Regions from separate parts of the Ovis aries genome. Here region 2 is linked to region 1. A link is a contact called in public Hi-C data. All regions are on one chromosome and are shown on one strand. The core of a region is the stretch at or near the end of the contact, and the rest is flanking DNA. Distances in the headings are between cores, read along the strand shown.

What was found. Hi-C and Micro-C count contacts between places; a contact is called where the count stands out from the background.
Region 2: a contact with region 1 is called in a Hi-C map of tail adipose tissue, with 4 times the contacts expected there. The contact joins the promoter of ADSS2 here to the promoter of EFCAB2 in region 1. A contact is called at or near these places in 2 of 16 Hi-C or Micro-C datasets (omental adipose tissue and tail adipose tissue).

What each region holds. Positions count from the first base shown.
Region 1 is chr12:31,593,599-31,599,537 of ARS-UI_Ramb_v3.0, forward strand. It overlaps EFCAB2 (EF-hand calcium binding domain 2), which reads right to left and starts at 3,442. Exons shown (of 8, transcript XM_015099188.4): 1 at 3,380-3,442. The coding sequence starts at 3,410.
Region 2 is chr12:32,036,129-32,042,408 of ARS-UI_Ramb_v3.0, forward strand. It overlaps ADSS2 (adenylosuccinate synthase 2), which reads left to right and starts at 3,092. Exons shown (of 13, transcript XM_027976332.2): 1 at 3,092-3,378. The coding sequence starts at 3,196.

The sequences.
Region 1 (5,939 bases), core at 2,192-4,691:
TTCAAATTCTTTATGTCATATTTTCTAATCTAGGAAAAAAGATAAATTATACTATGTATAAGGTACAAAAATGTTACAAATTAAGCATGATTTCAATGTATATAATCTTACAGAAAATTTTTATAAAGAGAGCAAAATAGCCCATCATAGATTTAGTTACTATTTCTTACCAATATTCTCACTATTTGTATCAAGATTAATCCCTAAATGTTGAAGAGCTGGACATGATGACTACCCAGAAACTTAATCCTTTAGAACTTAAAACAAATTCAAGATTAAATATGAACAACTTAAAATATATATGTGTTGTTATTTTTTAAAGACATGCCAATGAATTTTTTTGGCTCTCAAAAAAAATGTTTGTTGAGCCAGATGAAATAAAAGCATATAGCTTACTTGAAAGGAAGAGGGAAAAAAATCTCTAACAATAATTGTATAGGCTTTTAGGTGTAGATCTTTGGGGAAACAGTAAATAATGCTTTGATTAAAACAAACACTTTTAATTAAATTATCTGAATGTGGCAATATTTATTGAATTTCTACCATGTGCTGTATACTCTGCAAGACAATGAGTATAAAGAAATGATCCCCATCCTCTTTGAGCTTAATGGATATAGCCTTCAAAACTATCCTTTTCTTTTGCTTGATTCCATGTTCATCAAGCAACTTTAAACATATAAATCTACCCTCTACAAAAGCTTAATACACATAAAACAGTATACGACATTGCAGAGGTCAGCTTCCTGACTGATGTATCAATTTAAATCATACCCCAATTTAAATTAATAAATCATTATTCAGGTTTGTACATCACTCTTTATGAGTTTAGTTAGTTTGAGTGAATCCTCAAAGCCTAGCCTATTCGGATTAATTGGTCAGGCGTAATATCTGAAACTTCAGAGCAAAGAATCAAATATATGAGTGAAATATGTGTATTCAAAGATGGTTATCAGCATATGAGTCTCTAATTTATCCTTAAGACAACATACCTTTATTTCATTCTCGAGACAACATACTTCTATTTCATCCTGCCCGTCAAGCTGCAATTACAATCAGCTCATAGGACCGTTGTAAAGAGTAACTGAGATATACCGTGGAACAGTGCTTCTCAAACTTTAATGTGCATGTGGATCACGGGCAGGAATGCATAAATGCAGAGTCTAATTCAGTAAGCCAGGGGCACGGACTGCCCTCCTTCCTTTCTTACCAGCTCCCAGGGATACCAGGCTGCTGCCCTCATCAGGGGATACAGCACACCTGGCAAGCAGCTGGCACATGGGCTGCACATACCAGTCCAGCTGACTGCTCTCTCCCTTCTGTGAATGTCTTATCTTCCTTATATAGCTCACCTTCTTTGGGAGAAAAAAATACCCTCCAAAGTTCTAACCTGACTCAGAATGCCTTCCATATGGCAGGCATTAAACATGTCAACTGAATGAATGACACCCAATCTGATTTTAACAGTCATTACTTCTATGGCTATAGACAGAATTGTTTCTTCTCTGAAATAGTTTATTATAAATAGGAAAGTATCCTTGAAAATCAAAAAAGCTTTTCAATCTATTTTTTTAATGAAGAAAAACAAACTGTATTTGAAGCATAATCCAGTGTGTGTCTTTTCCTCAGGCTGACCTAATCAAATCTTTTTAAAAATCCATGATTACCTTCTGAAAGTCTTCCTTTTTTTTTTTTTAAATAAGAATTTTAATAAATAAAGGTAAGTCTTTCTGGGGAAGTTTTGTTTTGTTTTTGTTTTTGTTTTTTAGCTGCACTGGGTCTTCTCTAGTTGCTGCCAGCGGGGGCTACTTTTCACTGGGGCACAGGAGCTTCTCACGCCCCGGGCTTTTTTTTGTTGGAGAGCCCAGGCTCAGCAGTTGTGGCGCAGGGGCTTAGCTGCTCCCTAGCATGTGCAATCTTTCCCCAAGAGGGATGGAACTTGTGTCCCCTGCACTGGCAGGCATATTCTTAACCGCTGGACCACCAGGGAAGTCCCTCTGGGGAAAGTTTTAAAACTAATATTTAAAAAGTAATCATTTTCTTAGGACGTACCTTATACTTTTAAAACAGCACAATAAAATTATAAGGACATCTTAGGAAGGTAACATCTATAAAATGTCTGGCTTTTCAGACTAACGTAATCATAAAAAAAAAAAATCAAATAGTATTATTGCTATCACTACGTAGCTCTTTGGCACAGTGCCGTGTGTTTCTCCGCCTTTTTTCTGTGATCACCACGACAAGTGACTGACGACCTCAGCGCTGGCTCCTACACTTGTAACTATTACTTAATATCATTACATCTTTGTTCCATGCTGAGAAAAATGGTATGCTGATATGTCTCAAGCACTCAAAAAAAGAACAAAGGTGGGGTATTATTTTCATTTCTAAGATGTTTACCTCTATCGTTTCAATGGCTTGACGTTTTAGCGACGAGTTCATCAATTACTGAAATACAGACTTATTTTTGAGTAACTAAAGGATGGTTAAAAAAAAAAAGCATCAATTTTTTAATCAAACTGAATTAAAACAACGTTAACAGTCTTAACAAATAAACATGGATACGCAGGTTTTCTTTCCCCTAATAATGAAAACATCAATGCCTCCCACCCGGCGACCGGAGGCCCAGTCCCGCCTCTGCCGCCGCGATCGCGCTGGGCCGTCTGGTGGCGCCGCAGAGACAGGCCTGCGCACCGAGCTCTACGCGTCGCCTCTGGAGTTTGCTCTTTCATCTTTATTAAAGTTTTTTGTATTTTGTCTTGTTTTTCGCATAAGACAAGACACCAGGCGGGTGGCGCGCGCGCTTCGGATCCTAGAGGCGCGGACGCAGTCGCGGTGACCTCCAAGCCGTCCTCCCACGTCCCCGCTACGAAGGCAAAATGGTGGCCGCAGACGCCAGCCGTCTGGGCCGGGCGGGGTTTCAGCGCAGCCGGGGAGGAGCACGGCAGACGCCCGCAGCCTGAGCCGTCCTCACCCAGGCCGCCGCGCGGGCCCAGAGCCTGAGTAGCTGCCGGCGTGGCGCCTGCGGCAACGAGAACCCAAGCTAGGGCTTGGAGGCGGTGTCCTCGACACCGTGAACAAGGACGCCATTATGGGGCTCCGGGCCGGCGCCTCGGCCGCAACCCGCGCTGGAAGCGAGGCTCGGGGCTCCGCGGGCGGGACGATGGGGGCGGGGGCGGGATGAGGGCCCGGGAGGCGGGGCGAGGGGGGCAGGAACGGGGGAGGGGGCCTCCGCTGCGGGGCGGGCGGCGCGGCCTGGCTGGGTCGGCCTTCTCCCTGAGGGTGGGGCTCCAGAGGTAGGGGGTCCCACTCTGTCTGGAGCTCCCCGGTGCGGCCGAGGTCGCGGCGGGCGGCGAGGGCTGCGCTTCGCGGTGCCTCTTACCTGTGCCGTCCCTGTCTCTGTCGTCCGCCATCTTGTTGCGGCGCCGTCGCCGGGGAGAGGCCTGTCGCTAAGCTAGGTCACGGCGTCCTGACACCCTTCAGCCCCGCGGCGAGTCGGCCCTGGAGGATGGGAGGCTCCGAATCCCGAGGGAAGGAGACCCTGGGGCGGGGGTGGGGGGAAGGAACGCTCCGAGCGCGCGCGCCCCCCGCTCCCGCTAGGACCCCGTGGCGCTCGGAAGCCCGGATCCGCGCCCGCGACCCTTTTTAGTCGCGTCGGTGGCTTCAGCCTATTCTGCCCAGTACCGAGCCCTGAACCCTGATTTTTCTGGCATGGAGGAAGTATTTAATAATAAAGTTCAGAACCCCTCCTTTCCCATTTTTCTGATCCATTTGGGGACACACTGCTCTCCTCGTCCCCTCCAGTTTGTAGGATGTGGCGTTGCTCGACTTTTTTTAACTGCAGATTTTAAAACGCAGCTGGAGAGCTGGTGCAGAGCTCGACTCCGGAGGGTAACAGAAGCAACCCGCAGTGCCGCCGCCTCCCCTTCCCATCTGCCCCACCTCCGGCCCACGTTTTCGCCAGGCCAGTGCTCGCCGCCCGCTCCCAGAGACCGGGAGTGCACAGCGGGCGAGCGCTGGAGCTGGGACGGAAAACTGGGCTGGCGGGCAGGAAACCAGAGAGCCATTAGAGTGTTACTGGTGGAGCTGAACCGCTGTAGAAAAACATGCTGTAAAATCGGCGCAAACATTGCGTCGTCAAGGCTGCGATTTCTCCTACAAAATAGAGGTTCTCATAGCAACAGAGACGTGCCTGTATTGTGCCCACTGTTAGGTACATGAAGATGTTCCTACTTGTGAAATTTGACCGGATGTCCAGCTAAAATAACCGAGGGAAAGTTTTACATCTCGCTTTTCTGAAATTTGAAACCTGTAACATGTTAAATGTTTGTCTCATTTTAAGGAAAAGTTCACTAGAATATTTTCTTTTAAAAATGATTTTTGAATAATATGCCTAATGGTGTGGTTCGAGCGAATATATATATTTTTGAAACTAGTTTTAGATGGTTTTTTAATCCATGTGCGTGCTAAGCCGCTTCAGTCGTTTGACCGTTTGCGACCCCCATGTACTATAACCCGCCAGGTTCCTCTGCCCATGAGATTCACAGGCAAGAATACTGGAGTGGGTTGCCATTTCCTTCTCCAGCGGATCTTCCCGACTTAGGGATCCAACCCTGCGTCCCGCATAGAAGGCAGATCTTTTACTGTCTGAGCCAGGAGGGAAGCCCCTTTAATGCATGTGTATATTAATTTAAATGACTTAATTTTATGTAAAAATCATTTATAAACAACTATTAAGAGGCCTTCAAAATATAAGGTATTTAATGGTTTGATTAGCTGAGTTTTTATATTTTTTATTCTGGTTCTATAATCCCTAAGAAAACCGTAAAGAAAACTAATATTCTTTATTAAAATAAGTATTTTCTCTGTAGAAAATATTCCTGTGGTGCTCCAATCAGCATTCTCTTTGAAATTGACTACGAACAATTGAATCCTCACAAAATGGCTCAGAAGATAGATATTTATATAAAATGAATATAACCATGAATAATAATTTCTTAATGCCAAAAAGTAGAGTAATCATTAGCACAGACTTCCCTGGTGGCTCAGTGGTAAAGAATCCACCTGCCAGTGCAGGAGATGTGAATTCAATCCCTGGGTTGGGGCGATCCTCTGGAGAAGGAAATGGCAACTCACTCCAGTATTCTTGCCTGGAAAATCCCTTGGACAGAGGAACTTGGTGGGCTACAGTTGAGTAGATTCACAAGAGTTAGTTGCGACTTAATGACTGAACAACAACAAATGATTAGCGCTCATGTATAATTAAATTTCATGATCGTTATGGTCTAGTTATTTGTTTTTTCAAGACCCTCTTCATATAGGTGATGAAGGCCTTTGAAATAAATGTGGGAAATCCCAGCTTTAGTCTTCATGCTCACTACTCACTGTACCTTTTCCCGTGCTGCTCCCAGTTTCCTTTTTCTGGAATGCCTTTCTCTCCTCTCTCTAACATTCACCCTCCTACAGACACACATTTGTCCCCTCCCTGTTGTCAGTGACCTCCGTGAAGGTCATGTGCTCCCTGATGCTTTCCGTGTCAACCCCTTCTTCTGAGCTGTTATCTGTAGACCCTCACAAGGACTTCCCTTGTAGCTCAAACAGTAAAGAACCTGCCTGCAATGCAGGAGACCAGTGTTCCATCCCTGGGTTGGGAGGTTCCTCTGGAGAAGGGAATGGCAATCCACTCCAGTATTATTGCCTGGAGAATTCTCCTGGAATTGGAGAATTCCATGGACAGAGATACCTGGTGGCTACAGTCTGTGAGGTCGCAGAGAGTCAGAGACAACTGAGCAACTAAGACACACACACAGACCCTCACGTTGATTTACAGAGATTCTACTTGTTTCCCCCCACCAAACTGTAAGCTCTTGAGGATGGAAGTGTTTCATTTGTCCAAACTTTTCAATGTTTTTGTCTAAAATAATGTGCATTTCTAGGGCTTT
Region 2 (6,280 bases), core at 1,842-4,341, 440 kb after region 1:
TTTAGCTGTGAGATGGTTACTGTCGTTTAGTCGCTAAGTCGTGTTGGACTCTTGCAACCCCAAGGACTGTAGCCTGCCAGGCTCCTCTGTCCATGGGATTTCCCAGGCAGAAATACTGGAGTGGGTCGCCATTTCCTTGTGAGATGTTTACCCAAGGTTCAAGTTTCTGTTGTTTTGGCACATCTGGGTAGTGAGAAGGACCTCTGTGTCCAAGGAAATTCATAAATTTTATTCTTATTGATTCCAAACCAGAAGGGTTGGAAAAAGTTGGAAATGTTAATTTGGAGATTTGTAATCAGATATTTGAGGAAAAAAGAAGACTTTAGGATCTAGTCCAGCTTATAGGTATATAACAAAACTTTAAAGAAAACAGGACAAGAATCTAATATCTACAAAGGTGCAAACATAATTTCTCTCCCCATAATTTTCTCCCTTTTATCAAAAAAATCATAGTAAAACTAATTTTTTTGTATTATATTTGGCCTGATTATTTACATAAATGTAGCAAGAATAGTAATTGACCATAGTTCTTTTTAAGATTACTGTGCTGGAACCTTACAAGCAAGGTGCTAGGCTTAGTTTTTCCAAGCAATTCCTTAAAATTGGTCATATCCGAGTCTATGTATCTCTCTCTCAAATATGACATTCCAGTCAAAGCCTTGGCAATGTAGTTAATATTTCCTGTTGTATACTATTACAAGAACAGGTTCTCACTGAATTCATGTAAATAACTAACAGTACTGTCAGGAAAAGAATATTTAAGAGTTCCCAAATTCTGAAGGGATCATGTAGGAAAAGATGAGTATTTCATCTTTGTTTACAACTACTGTGACAGATGCTTAAGAGAAAAATTTCCTTAGATGTGGAAAAGTAAAAATTAGGAGACTAGCATAAGAAGTCATAAAGATTATAATCATCCTCTAAAAGACTTCATTCAGGAAAAGTAGAACATTAGGGAACCAGCATAAAAAATCATATGAATTATAGTCATTCTCATTTGTTCATTCCATCTCCTGTAATTCTTGTTAATCTTGGGTTAGTGGCTTTATGAATCAATCAATTTTCCATTAAAGCTTTATAAGTTTTTACCTAGTTCAGTGTTATGATCTTAAAGTTATCAGAAATCTGCATTCTAATTATTTTGGGGCAGGGGTCTTTTCCACAATTCTCCTTGAAGATGAAGCATTTTTATAGGAATATTTTTGCAAAGCATCAGAGTAAAACAGTAACTCTCTATGGTGACAAAAGCCTTAAATGTCCATTATTAGAGATCCAATAGGAGCTCATTATAGTAGGATGGACAAGGGAATTTGGTAAGTTCTATGATACACATTATAAGATAATAACTAGGATTATGAATGGTGCATGTATGTGTATGTGCTAAGTTGTGTCTGACACTTTGTGATTCTATGGACTATAGCCCACAAGGCTCCTCTGTACATGGGATTCTCCAGGCAAGGATGCTGAAGTGAGTTACTGTGTCTTCCTCCAGGGACTCTTCCCAACCGAGGGGCAGAACATGTCTCCTGCACTAGCAGGCAACTTCTTTACCACTAGTACCACCTGGGGAGCCCTTATGAGTGGTAATAATACACCAGAAATATCAGATTTCAAGGAATGTTATATTTATGAAGCATTTATAACACAGATGCAATATAAAGAAGGCTTAGTATTATTTACTTGACAATGCTTCCCATGCACTTTCCCAAATAAGTCCAATTAGTTTAATATCTCCCTTTTTATGAACAGAGAGAACAGATCCTCTGAGATGCTCCAGGGGCCCTCCAAAAAAATCCCAAAGTTAGTTTAAGGTCAAAAAGACTTCAATTATAGCTTGATTTGGGGGAAGATTTTCAAAAATATCAAAAATTTTGGACGTGACTAAATTGGATCACAGATCATTATAAAATAATATTTATTCATTTAACTAAAGTGACAAAAAGATTTCAAAGGTTAGAGCATTGTTGCTGGGGCAAAGGAGGAAACTGCCTTCCATTTTTTAAAAGCAGGAGATAAAATTCCTATGTGAAAACTGTCTTCCCTTATCCTAAAAGAAAAGTAATATTCTTATCTTCCTTCTTCCTTGTTAGGCAATCTGCTCGGAGTGGTACCCGCATGAGAGCTTTCCCCTTTGGGGCTTCCTGATTCCGTTTAAAATGAGCTTTAATGGCAACTGAAACGGGAGATGGTGATGGACAGGGAGGCCTGGCGTGCTGTGATTCATGGGGTCGCAAAGAGTCGGACACGACTGAGCAACTGAACTGAACTGAAACACTAAACACTACACAAAGGACTTGGGCTCTGGACTGACCATCTAGGCACCAATTCACTCCTCACTAGAGGTAGTTAACTAACTTTTAAATCCTGTAAAATAAGGATAAGATAGTGTTACCTACCTCATAGGGTTGTTACTGTATTCTGGCATACATTACAATGACATTGGCATTTAATTCTAATAAGAAGATACAGGACTCTGCGTATTCTGTAGATTTTCAGGCCTAATGACCTCTACATTACTGCTTTACATTCGAGTTTGCCCTTTTCTGATGCCCGTTCGCATCTCTTACTTTCAGACCTTTACTTTCCAATTCTAAATCTATAGTATGTTCCAATTTCATCCCATTTGTATTTTGAAATTCCACCCTTCATATTTTGTATACACTATCTCATTCCTTAATAAAAGCAAATTAAGAAACAACTTAAACATTTTCACAAACTGAAACGTGCACATGGCAGACACCAAATCACCGGAATACACCGCTTTGACCAGAGCGCTGCCGGGAGTTGTAGTCTGACGCACTGGCACGTACCTCCCCGCCTCTCCAGTTTGAAAAGCCCGAGAAAGGGCTGGTGGGCGGGGCGTTGAGGGTGAAGCACGCTCGAAGCCCCGCCCCCATCCTTCCCGTTCTGAGTTCGTACTGGAGGGGCGCGCCCGGCCGCGGAAGGGGCGTGGCTTTTTCCTCGGGCGGTGCTGCCAAGGCCGGCGTGCGCGGGGAGGTCCTGGTGCCCCTCTGAGAAGGCGGCGGGAGCGCGGGGCGGGCCTGGCGGGAGGGTGGCGACCCGGCAGGCGGGGCGGGGGCGGGCTGGCTCTGGCTCCTTCTTCCTCCGCATGTGGCTGGCGGCCGTAGGGCAGTTCAGTTCGCGCACTCCAAGCTTCTCGCGTCCCCTTCGGGCTCTCCTCGTGTCTCCGGAGCCATGGCGTTTGCCGAGACCAACCCGGCGGCATCCTCCTTGCCCAACGGCGACTGCGGCCGCCCCAGGGCGCGGCCTGGAGGGAACCGGGTGACGGTGGTGCTCGGCGCGCAGTGGGGCGATGAAGGCAAGGGGAAGGTGGTGGATCTGCTGGCGCAGGACGCCGACATCGTGTGCCGCTGCCAGGTGAGGCGGCAGGGCTCTGACGGGAAGCCGGCCCCTTAGCTCGGGCCCAGAACTCGCATCCACCGTCCGAAATAAGGTGTCACCTTGAGGTTCTTTCCTCTTACTACGAGCTGCGGCGACGTGGAGAAATGGCGGGAGGTCGGAGACCCCTGACCTGGGTCTCGGGCTGCGGGCTCGAGATGGCTCAGGAGGAAAATGCGGCTTGACTCTGAGAGCCTTTGAGATGCGCGATGCCTGGGGAGTTGCAGTGTTCGGTCCGAGGACCAGTGCTCAAACCCAGGACTGGGGCCGGGGTGGAGATGGGAGACCGCTCGAGTTTGAGGAGCTACCGCCCGAGGCCTGCTGGCGACTCCGCGCAGAGACCCTAGGGGGCCGCAAAATCGTCCCCGTCATCACCCATCCGCCCAGGGGATACCAAGTGGGCCGAAACGCCCGGAAAGCCAGACTCGCCAGTCCCCCACCTGCAGGCCCGAGCTTGCAGAGCTTTGCCTCATCGGGTCCACTCTGTTGACAGGAGAACCCACTTTTGGGCTTAAGGGCGGTTTATAACCGTGTAATGGCCCCGTTTTTTACTCGGTACCCGGTATACTAAGGAAGATTAATTTTACTTGTTGGTCCTAAAGGTGGGCATCCCAGCTCTTTTACGAGTGAGGCAAATGAAAGAACACCACAAGTGTCAAATCTAGTATTTAGAAATATTCACATTGTTAACGCTCACACCTAGAGTGAACTTTCGGGAAATGGAATAGTAATAATATACTTCCTACCGGGAGACACGTGGTTTTCAGTATAAACCTTCTTCCTATTTGTCGTTTGCTTTGAAGCAGCCAAGAGACTAGGCCTTTCTAAAGGCTCATAGGTAACTGTTACGAATTTCAAAATTCGAAATAGTTGAGCAATAAGCCCTTTCAGAACGAATGGTACTGTAATGTCTGAAGTTAACTGCTGTTTAGGTTGGAAGAATGTTTCTTCTTCATGAGCTGTGTACATGGCATAATAGTGCTGTGTGCATTCTAACAAGTTCGTAGGCCTGCTCGATTAGAAGTGTTCTACCTGAAGTTGAATACCATTTTGGCAGGCAGAAAAAAGTAATCATAAGTACATCAAAAGTTAAATGAGAAAATCTTGTTTTTTGCTTGAGGAAATCCATCCTGCCCGTTTCTGGGTTAAGATCGCTGTTGCACCAATTGCTTCTTAGTATTACCACTAACACTGCCACCACTTATCTTCTATTCTTCCACCTCTCTGGCTACACACGTAAGTAACATAGGAGGTTACTTCATGACACCCCTAAAGGTCTTGCCTCACACTACTGTAGGAGCTGCGCCAGAAGACTGACCATCACCTTCCTTTTCTCTTAAGATCCTAGATTGCTGTGCTATGGCAAAGTATGGGAATACCTAACTCTTTCTGGGCAGGAGGAGAGGTTGAGGCCCCTTTATCTACTTCACTGTCATTTCTGATATCTTCCTAATACAGAAATGGTTGTGTTTTAGTTGCTAAGTCCTGTCTGACTGTTGCAAACCCATGGACTGTAGCCCACTGGGCTCCTTTGTCCATGGGATTCTCCAGGCAAGAATACTCCAGTGGGTTGCCATTTCCTTCTCCAGGGGATCTTCCCAACCCAAGAATCAAACCCGGGTCTCCTGCATTGCAGGCAAATTCTTTTATACAGAAAGAGCTAACATAAATAACAGAATAAATATAGATTGTAAGAAGTTTGGGGGGATGTAACCACTTTGCATTTATTCTAAAAGATCCTCTATTTTAATAATCACTTTGAAAAGAAGTAGAACTTGCTTGTTGGTTGGAGAGGGTATTACCATGTTACTGTAGAAAGTAGTCTTGAAAGGAGGTCATGGGGCTGATCTGATCTGATGCCCTTGGAAAGTCTGGAGAGAAATGATTGAGAAGGAGCCAAGTTTGGCTTTAGAATGTTAGCTGAAGATAGAGGAGACATGTATGAGCAAACTTGTTAGGCTTGACTCACCTGTAAAATTTTGGCTTACTACCTTCCTTATATAATTTAAAAATTTATATTCTTCTAGTGTTTTAAGAACCCAAAGGATTCTTATTTCTTGTTAATGCTGGTAGATAAGTAATGAATAGATTTAAGAATATCCGTTGTGATTCACTTTGGTAACTATATTATTTGGTCAGTCCCAGTAAGCTGACATCTCTTAGTGAAGTTCTCCTGACTTATAAAATTGATAGTTATGAACTGTTGAAATTCTTAAGATGTATAGAGAGCTGGGAAAAGTCAACTTTTGGAAGGACATTTTGGACTTGAATTGCTCTGTTTGATGATTTAAGTTTTGTGTATTATTGAAAATAATATGCACTTTTTAGAGTTTAATCAGTATATTTTGTCATATTCGTGCCATAAACTCAGACTTTTATAGTGTTTCTCCAGAAGTGGTATACACATAATGTGTCTCTAATGGAATCATAAAATAAGGAATTTCTCCCAATAAAAATACAGTTTTTTAAAGAAAAGCTGACATTGCATTTAACTATTTATTTTAAATATAAAATGTCTTTTTGGAAAGAATAGGTGCAAAGCTTGTGGCATTTTCATCATCATTTTAGATTTGGGACTTAATAGGAAGTTATAACTTGTTAGATACTTATACTTTAGATCCTTAAATAAGTGTGTAGGACTTGCATGGATGGATGACTTAATTCAATAGGTCTTGTAAGAAAAAGAGAAGAAGAATTAAGTATAGGACCAATTTCTGGCATAGTTCATTCATCCAACAATCACATAATAAGTATCTATAGGGGACCACTTAACCCCAGAGTTTTAGCTGACAAAGGCAGGGCTTGTGCTCACAAGGCGTTTATAGTCTGGTGGACAACTGTTACTTAGAAAAGCATTGCCAGGGTGGGGATGGAGAAGGGT